2 separate regions of the Drosophila melanogaster genome follow, and region 1 is linked to region 2. The links are chromatin contacts, called in public HiChIP or PLAC-seq maps. All regions are on one chromosome and are shown on one strand. Each heading gives the region's core, a stretch centred on a gene start, on an enhancer-like site or on the middle of the called end of the contact. The rest is flanking DNA. Distances are from core to core; before and after follow the strand shown.

Region 1 (3,854 bases), core at 1,149-3,648, 830 kb after region 2:
GCGGGGGGAGTTACTAAATTATCTGAGGGATACGCACCTACTACTGCTGTCCTTGTCGACGATGTCGACTAATTGCTGTGTGTGTGTGTGTGGTTTCGAAAAGAGATCCGATGCACGGCGGTTAGTAGACGAATTGAAGAATCCGGGCTATATAGATCACGATCACTGGTTGGAGGAGCTCCACGCGGCTCCAAGAGCGATTGGACAATGCGTTCCAAGTATCGTTGGGCCGGCGTTTTTATAAGCGCCAACCCAGAGTGCCACAGCCCCATAACAGACCGTACAGAAATCCGCCCACCCCGAAACCCAGACGCCCCCTTTCCGGCATCGTTCTCGGGATGCTGACTCTTCTTCGCTCATTCGCGATCGCACAATCTGTGTGTGCGCCTGCCACTCTCGGGGCACTCGGCTCGGTTCTTAGCTTGTGTACACTCAGCTGCTACGGTTGCTATTGCCATTGCTGTTCTTATTTCATATTTTTCCTCATTTTTCCTCTTTTTTGCGTTTTGCCTTGCTATTTTTTTTAGTTTTTGTTACTCTTGACGTTATCGCCAGCGGATCGGAGACAACAACAACAAAACGAGTTGGGGCAGCATCAGAGATGTCGCCCTCCGATGCTTATCAGTTGGCTCTCAGGCGCTCTTATCTACCGGACTGGCTATACTCGTAATCGCAACAATGTGTGTGTACGAAAATAAGACCTGCAATCTTTATGGCTCGCTGCAAATGCAATGCTCTTCCTTCATCGTAAAAGCCTGTAATTCGTCAATACCAATGCAAAGTCTACACTATTGGCGAGGGTCCTTCGTGAGCGAATCGGGCGCGAATCGGTTAAAAGCGGGTTAGCACTATGACGCATCAATATTAATTGGGCCATAAACACTTATCACATATGTATGTACATATGGCTGGTAAGTTATGAGACGACCTCACGTAGGACATTTAATAATAACAAACTATGTATGCATATTGAAGAGTGATTTTTTTAACCGCAGCAGTAAATCGCTTATGAATCGGTTAAAATGATTTTCGTTACGAATCGCTTAGTCATTTGGCAACTGGACATGCAGTCGATTTGGAAACGGGTGTGAACCAGTTCAGCGATCGGTCTGCACCAGCTAAGGGCACCGTTGGCCTTTGCAAAGGTCAAGTTCAATCGCAAAATGATGGCTAAAATCCTGGCCGAAACCAATCGAATATTCGAATTGAATTCGCTGCAGGGTCCCAAAAAAATCGCGCGTCAACAATATCCAGGCGATACAGAAATAGATCTACGAATATGAAATATGTGCGTGCGAACTCGGTGCCTCTCGCGTTTTTTGTCGCCTCGAATGTGTCGGAATTATTTGCGTGCTTGTATTCCAAACCCCCCCCCCCCCTCACTCACACGCCATAGGACCGCCAATTCCCTGGCTGCGGCAAAAGATCTACGTAATTTTTTGTTCAGTTCCATAAAAAAAAGTGATCTTTTTGTGTGTGCAAAGGTTTTTTCCGCAGCCAACAGCCATGAAACAGAATCGAAACCAAAAATTATGCTAGACAGCTTTCCATATCGTATAAACTTTGGCCTTAATTGGCAAAGAACTTGTATTTCCAAGGAAATGTTTACGTCGCATTATGATGATAAATATTAATATATGAAAAACAAATGCAAAATTCGATGCTTAACAATTATTTCAGTATTAATTATCTACATTCAATAACTATCAATCAACAACAAACATTCAATAAGGAACAATCAACATTTAGTTGCTATTTGCAACAAACAATATACATACATGTATATACATATGTAACATGTAACATTCAACATGCAATATTCAACATGCAACATTGAATTTGCAACATTCAACATGCAACATTGAATATGCAACATTCAACATGCAACATTGAATATGCAACATTGAATTTGCAACATTGAAATCCAACATTGAATTTGCAACATTGAATATGCAACATTGAATTTGCAACATTGAATTTGCAACATTGAATATGCAACATTGAACATGCAACATTGAATATGCAACATTGAATATGCAACATTGAATATGCAACATTGAATTTGCAACATTAAATATGCAACATTGAATATGCAACATTGAATATGCAACATTGAATATGCAACATTGAATTTGCAACATTAAATATGCAACATTGAATATGCAACATTGAATATGCAACATTGAAAGACAGGTAATGTACAACATTCAACAAAAAACATTAAACATATCAAGAGATATAGATTGTTACAATGTAATTTACATAATTGTAAAATGTAAATGTACATGTAATTGAAATGTAAAATTAATTTCGCCCATCAATACTTACAATTCCCAACCAATTCTGGCTCAATCATCATGGGATAGGGGCTCTGACACCTCATAAATCAGTCGAAAGGAAATTATGACGTGGTAGTAATAGTAATAGTATGTGTGTCGGTGTGGGGCGGTGTGTATGTCGGTGTGTGTCGGTGTGTGTCAAGCTGGTTCCAGAAGCCATGGGGGCATCCCATCTTCGTTCCGGATGCAGTGCATCATGGACCTGACCAGGTAGGCTCCTCATTTAGGAGATTTTATTTTATTTTCTTATTTATAATATGTATTTATTATATATATATATATTTTATATATATTTATTTTTAAGTGAACCTATATCTAGGCTTTATATTTATTTATAGATATAAGCTCGCTACATATTTAGATATTATGATGGACATTATAATTAAGTTGGGTGCCAATTTTTGGGATAGGTTAAGCCATTCAAAGAATATACTTTAGTTTTAAGTTTATTTCGGATGCAAACTAGGATTAAGCATTCTTAGTACTTAATTGTTAAGTGGTTTCGAGGATTTAGGATTAAGTTATGATTAGTTTAAGATTATTGGTTAAGTGGGGAAAGTATGAAATGGTACGAATGGTATCATATGAAATGCAGGGTAAAATTTCAAGGTGTTTGGCCTGTAATCCAGCATTATTTGTAAATTCGGTGGCTGGGTGCCGCCGAATGAAATGTAGATCGGCTAAAAATAAGTCGCTTTACTTTTCGTCACTCATCTTTCGCAACTCGAAGCGGATCCCAAACAAATATTGGCCCAGCCGCCAGCCATGCGTCCAAGTTCAGTGGTGTTTGTCCGCTTGTCATCACTTCCAGTCGCTTGTTTGTCCGTCCGTCCGTCCGTCCGTCCGTCCGTCCGTCCGTCCGTCCGTCCGTGTCAACCAGCCAGCCCTCGTGACCTGGCCATCTGATATTGTTTTCCCTTCTCCGTATTTTTGTACTTTTTGGACAACCCAACGTGTGTTCTTTGACTGCCAAGGCCCATTCCTTGTTGGCTCGTCTCCAAACGCCATCAAAGTCAACTCCCAAACCAAGCAACCAACCATCCATCCATCCATCCATCCATCCATCCATCCATCCATCCCTCCCTCCCTCCCTCCCTCCCTCCCTCCCTCATCCCGATCCGCTCCTAGTCTTCTGATCTTGATCGCTATGTACACTGCTCCTCATGTGGGACTGACGTCAGTGGAAATTTGTGTAGACTTTATGAGGCTGCGGCTTAAAGTTGTTGATGTTTTTTTTGTGACTGCTGCCACTGGGGATTTATGGGCCACCCACACGGAGATACTCCGCTTATCGGCGGACCGTTTGCCAGGCATAAATCTGCCTACTCTGCCACTTCTGCGCCATCCCCTTGATATGGGTTCTCTGGGGGCTTAGCTCAAAAGTATGCAGAAAGTATGTACATATTATCTAAACAACAATTCAATTTGATAACTCACTTCAAGACCCAAATTCATTGTTGATATACCACTTCCTTATTTGTATTTTCATTGGCAAAAAGAAGAAAAAAAAACTCT
Region 2 (3,803 bases), core at 678-3,177:
CTCCGTCGGATTCCAGCGCTTTTTCGAACTGTTTCCCTTCAAAAACAGCTTTTTTTTCTTGAATTCAGTGGCGCAAGGTTAAAAGTGCCGAAAACCGAAGCCATTGGCCCGGGGAAATTTCTGCGAGTTTTTTCATCGCCTTGCCAAAAAAAAAAAAAAACAAAAAACAAACGATCGAGCAACGAACTTGAGAGAAGCAAATAGAGCCAAAAAAAAGGTTATGATTTTGTTCCAAAGAATGTTCCATAGAATTCTATATTCTAAAAACACAAATGATACTTCTAAAAAAAAATCATATTCATAAATGACTCTTTCCATGAATGGCATCAACTCTGAATCAAATCTTTGCAGATGCACCTACTTCTCATTTCCACTGTCACATCATTTTTCCAGATCTCGCTGCCTGTTATGTGGCCCACAAACCAAGACACGTTTTATGGCCATTAAAGCTGGCTGATCGTCGCCAAACACCAAATACATAATGAATATGTACACATTCGAGAAAGAAGCGATCAAAGAAGCGTCTTCGGGCGGAGTAGGAGAATGCGGAGGAGAAGGAGAACGAGCTGATCTAGTATCTCTCCACAATCCAATGCCAACTGACCAACTGGCCATATTCGGAGCAATTTGAAGCCAATTTCCATCGCCTGGCGATCGCTCCATTCTTGGCTATATGTTTTTCACCGTTACCCGGGGCCATTTTCAAAGACTCGTCGGCAAGATAAGATTGTGTCACTCGCTGTCTCTCTTCATTTGTCGAAGAATGCTGAGGAATTTCGCGATGACGTCGGCGAGTATTTTGAAGAATGAGAATAATTTGTATTTATACGAAAATCAGTTAGTGGAATTTTCTACAAAAACATGTTATCTATAGATAATTTTGTTGCAAAATATGTTGACTATGACAAAGAACTGGAATTAAGTGGCATATTTTGCATTGCTTTCCGATAATAGTTGTATTTTTATAAAGTAAAGCGTTTGTAAAATAAATACCTTTAATGTATTCTCATTTTCTTATGTATTTATAATGGCAATGATGATACTGATGATATTTTAAGATGATGCCAGACCAAAAGGCTTGAATTTCTGCGTCTTTTGCCGAACGCAGTGCATGTGCAATTGTTGTTTTTTGGAATATTCAATTTTCGGACTGTCCGCTTTGATTTCAGTTTCTTGGCTTATTCAAAAAGCAAAGTAAAGCCAAAAAAGCGAGATGGCAATACCAAATGCGGCAAAACGGTAGTGGAAGGAAAGGGGTGCGGGGCAGCGGAAGGAAGGGTGGGGCGGGGCGTGGCGGGGTCTGTGGCTGGGCGCGACGTCACCGACGTTGGAGCCACTCCTTTGACCATGTGTGCGTGTGTGTATTATTCGTGTCTCGCCACTCGCCGGTTGTTTTTTTCTTTTTATGCTGCGCTCTCTCTAGCGCCATCTCGCTTACGCATGCTCAACGCACCGCATGTTGCCGTTTCCTTTTATGCGTCATTTTGGCTCGAAATAGGCAATTATTTAAACAAAGATTAGTCAACGAAAACGCTAAAATAAATAAGTCTACAATATGGTTACTTATTGCCATGTGTGTGCAGCCAACGATAGCAACAAAAGCAACAACACAGGTGGCTTTCCCTCTTTCACTTTTTGTTTGCAAGCCGCGTGCGAGCAAGACGGCACGACCGGCAAACGCAATTACGCTGACAAAGAGCAGACGAAGTTTTGGCGAAAAACATCAAGGCGCCTGATACGAATGCATTTGCAATAACAATTGCGATATTTAATATTGTTTATGAAGCTGTTTGACTTCAAAACACACAAAAAAAAAAATAAAACAAATTATTTGAAAGAGAATTAGGAATCGGACGCTTATCGTTAGGGTAACAACAAGAAATGCTTACTGAGTCACAGCCTCTGGAAAACTGCCGCAAGCCAGAGAGAGAGAGAAAAAGAGGGAGAGCAGCTTAGACCGCATGTGCTTGTGTGTGAGGCGTCTCTCTCTTCGTCTCTGTTGCGCAAACGCATAGACTGCACTGAAAAAATCGATTACCTATTTTTTATGAATGAATATTTGCACTATTACTATTCAAAACTATTAAGATAGCAATCACATTCAATAGCCAAATACTATACCACCTGAGCGATGCAACGAAATGATCAATTTGAGCAAAAATGCTGCATATTTAGGACGGCATCATTATAGAAATGCTTCTTGCTGTGTACTTTTCTCTCGTCTGGCAGCTGTTTCGCCGTTATTGTTAAAACCGGCTTAAGTTAGGTGTGTTTTCTACGACTAGTGAATGCCCTACTAGAAGATGTGTGTTGCACAAAATGTCCCTGGAATAACCAATTTGAAGTGCAGATAGCAGTAAACGTAAGCTAATATGAATATTATTTAACTGTAATGTTTTAATATCGCTGGACATTACTAATAAACCCACTATAAACACATGTACATATGTATGTTTTGGCATACAATGAGTAGTTGGGGAAAAAATGTGTAAAAGCACCGTGACCATCACAGCATAAAGATAACCAGCTGAAGTATCGAATATGAGTAACCCCCAAATTGAATCACATGCCGCAACTGATAGGACCCATGGAAGTACACTCTTCATGGCGATATACAAGACACACACAAGCACGAACACCCAGTTGCGGAGGAAATTCTCCGTAAATGAAAACCCAATCGGCGAACAATTCATACCCATATATGGTAAAAGTTTTGAACGCGACTTGAGAGCGGAGAGCATTGCGGCTGATAAGGTTTTAGCGCTAAGCGGGCTTTATAAAACGGGCTGCGGGACCAGTTTTCATATCACTACCGTTTGAGTTCTTGTGCTGTGTGGATACTCCTCCCGACACAAAGCCGCTCCATCAGCCAGCAGTCGTCTAATCCAGAGACACCAAACCGAAAGACTTAATTTATATTTATTTAATTAATTTTAATAAAACACACCAAATGTAAGTAGCTTTCCCCTTCCCAACAACAAAACACCATCGAACCACTCCCACCAAGAAAAAGCAATAATCGAGAAAAGCCGCGGAAAATGTGTGATTTTTTTTGTAAACAAAACATTTTTTTATGTGCCAGTGCTGAAAGTGATCAAAAAATACTAGCCACGAGCTAAAGAGTTATTGTATTGACCAAAACTCCAAAAATACCCAAGTTTGGCCCTAAATTGTCAATCAAAATACCAATAGGTCGAAAGACATCAAAATTAACAAAACCAGGGTTTCAAATACCATAACTCAAGAATCAGGATTACAACTGCAGATTTCAGGATATATACATACAAATTATACGAAATTATAAAAACCAAAGCAATTCAATAGCCCCAACTCAAATGTTAGGATCTAATATAGTGTTTAAAGCCAAGCTCGCTGATGTGGGCGTGTCACGATTTCACCCAAAGATATGCCAAATTACGAATTGCAAATCAATTCGCCAACACTTTCTTTTTTTCCCACGCCCTAAAACACCAGATCATCCATAAATGTACATACATACAGTATATGCATATTATAATCTGTAAAACTAGATCAGGTTCTTGAAAATAGTGACGTAGGCAGCCGTTTTGGCTGAAGCAGAAATTTTTGCCGGTTTTTCAAAGTTGTAGTTGCAAAAATGGAGAAAACCTTCGAGCATTCGTTCATATACACACACTCACGCGCAAAATAACGAGAGAGAGTGTATGTGTGTGTGAGAGAGCGAAAGCCAGACGACGGTTTGCTTTTCGCCTCGAAACATGACCATATATGGTCACAAAACTTGGCCGCCGCAATTCAACACACCAGCGCTCTCCTTCGCACCC

The links. HiChIP or PLAC-seq counts read pairs in DNA pulled down with a chosen protein or histone mark.
Region 1: a contact with region 2 is called in an H3K27ac HiChIP or PLAC-seq map of the Kc167 cell line, with 2.9 times the contacts expected there. The contact joins the promoter of lncRNA:CR43461 here to the promoter of lncRNA:CR45668 in region 2. A contact is called at or near these places in 1 of 107 Hi-C or Micro-C datasets (the S2 cell line) and 1 of 6 datasets of contacts at active chromatin or transcription factors (the Kc167 cell line).

Annotation. Positions count from the first base shown.
Region 1 is chrX:6,730,319-6,734,172 of dm6, forward strand. lncRNA:CR43461 (long non-coding RNA:CR43461) reads left to right here and starts at 2,399. Exons shown (of 2, transcript NR_047772.1): 1 at 2,399-2,549. The region is part of intron 1 of CG3168; the gene reads right to left.
Region 2 is chrX:5,898,062-5,901,864 of dm6, forward strand. lncRNA:CR45668 (long non-coding RNA:CR45668) reads right to left here and starts at 1,928. Exons shown (of 3, transcript NR_123807.1): 1 at 994-1,928. Act5C (Actin 5C) reads left to right here and starts at 2,800. Exons shown (of 2, transcript NM_001297986.1): 1 at 2,800-2,952.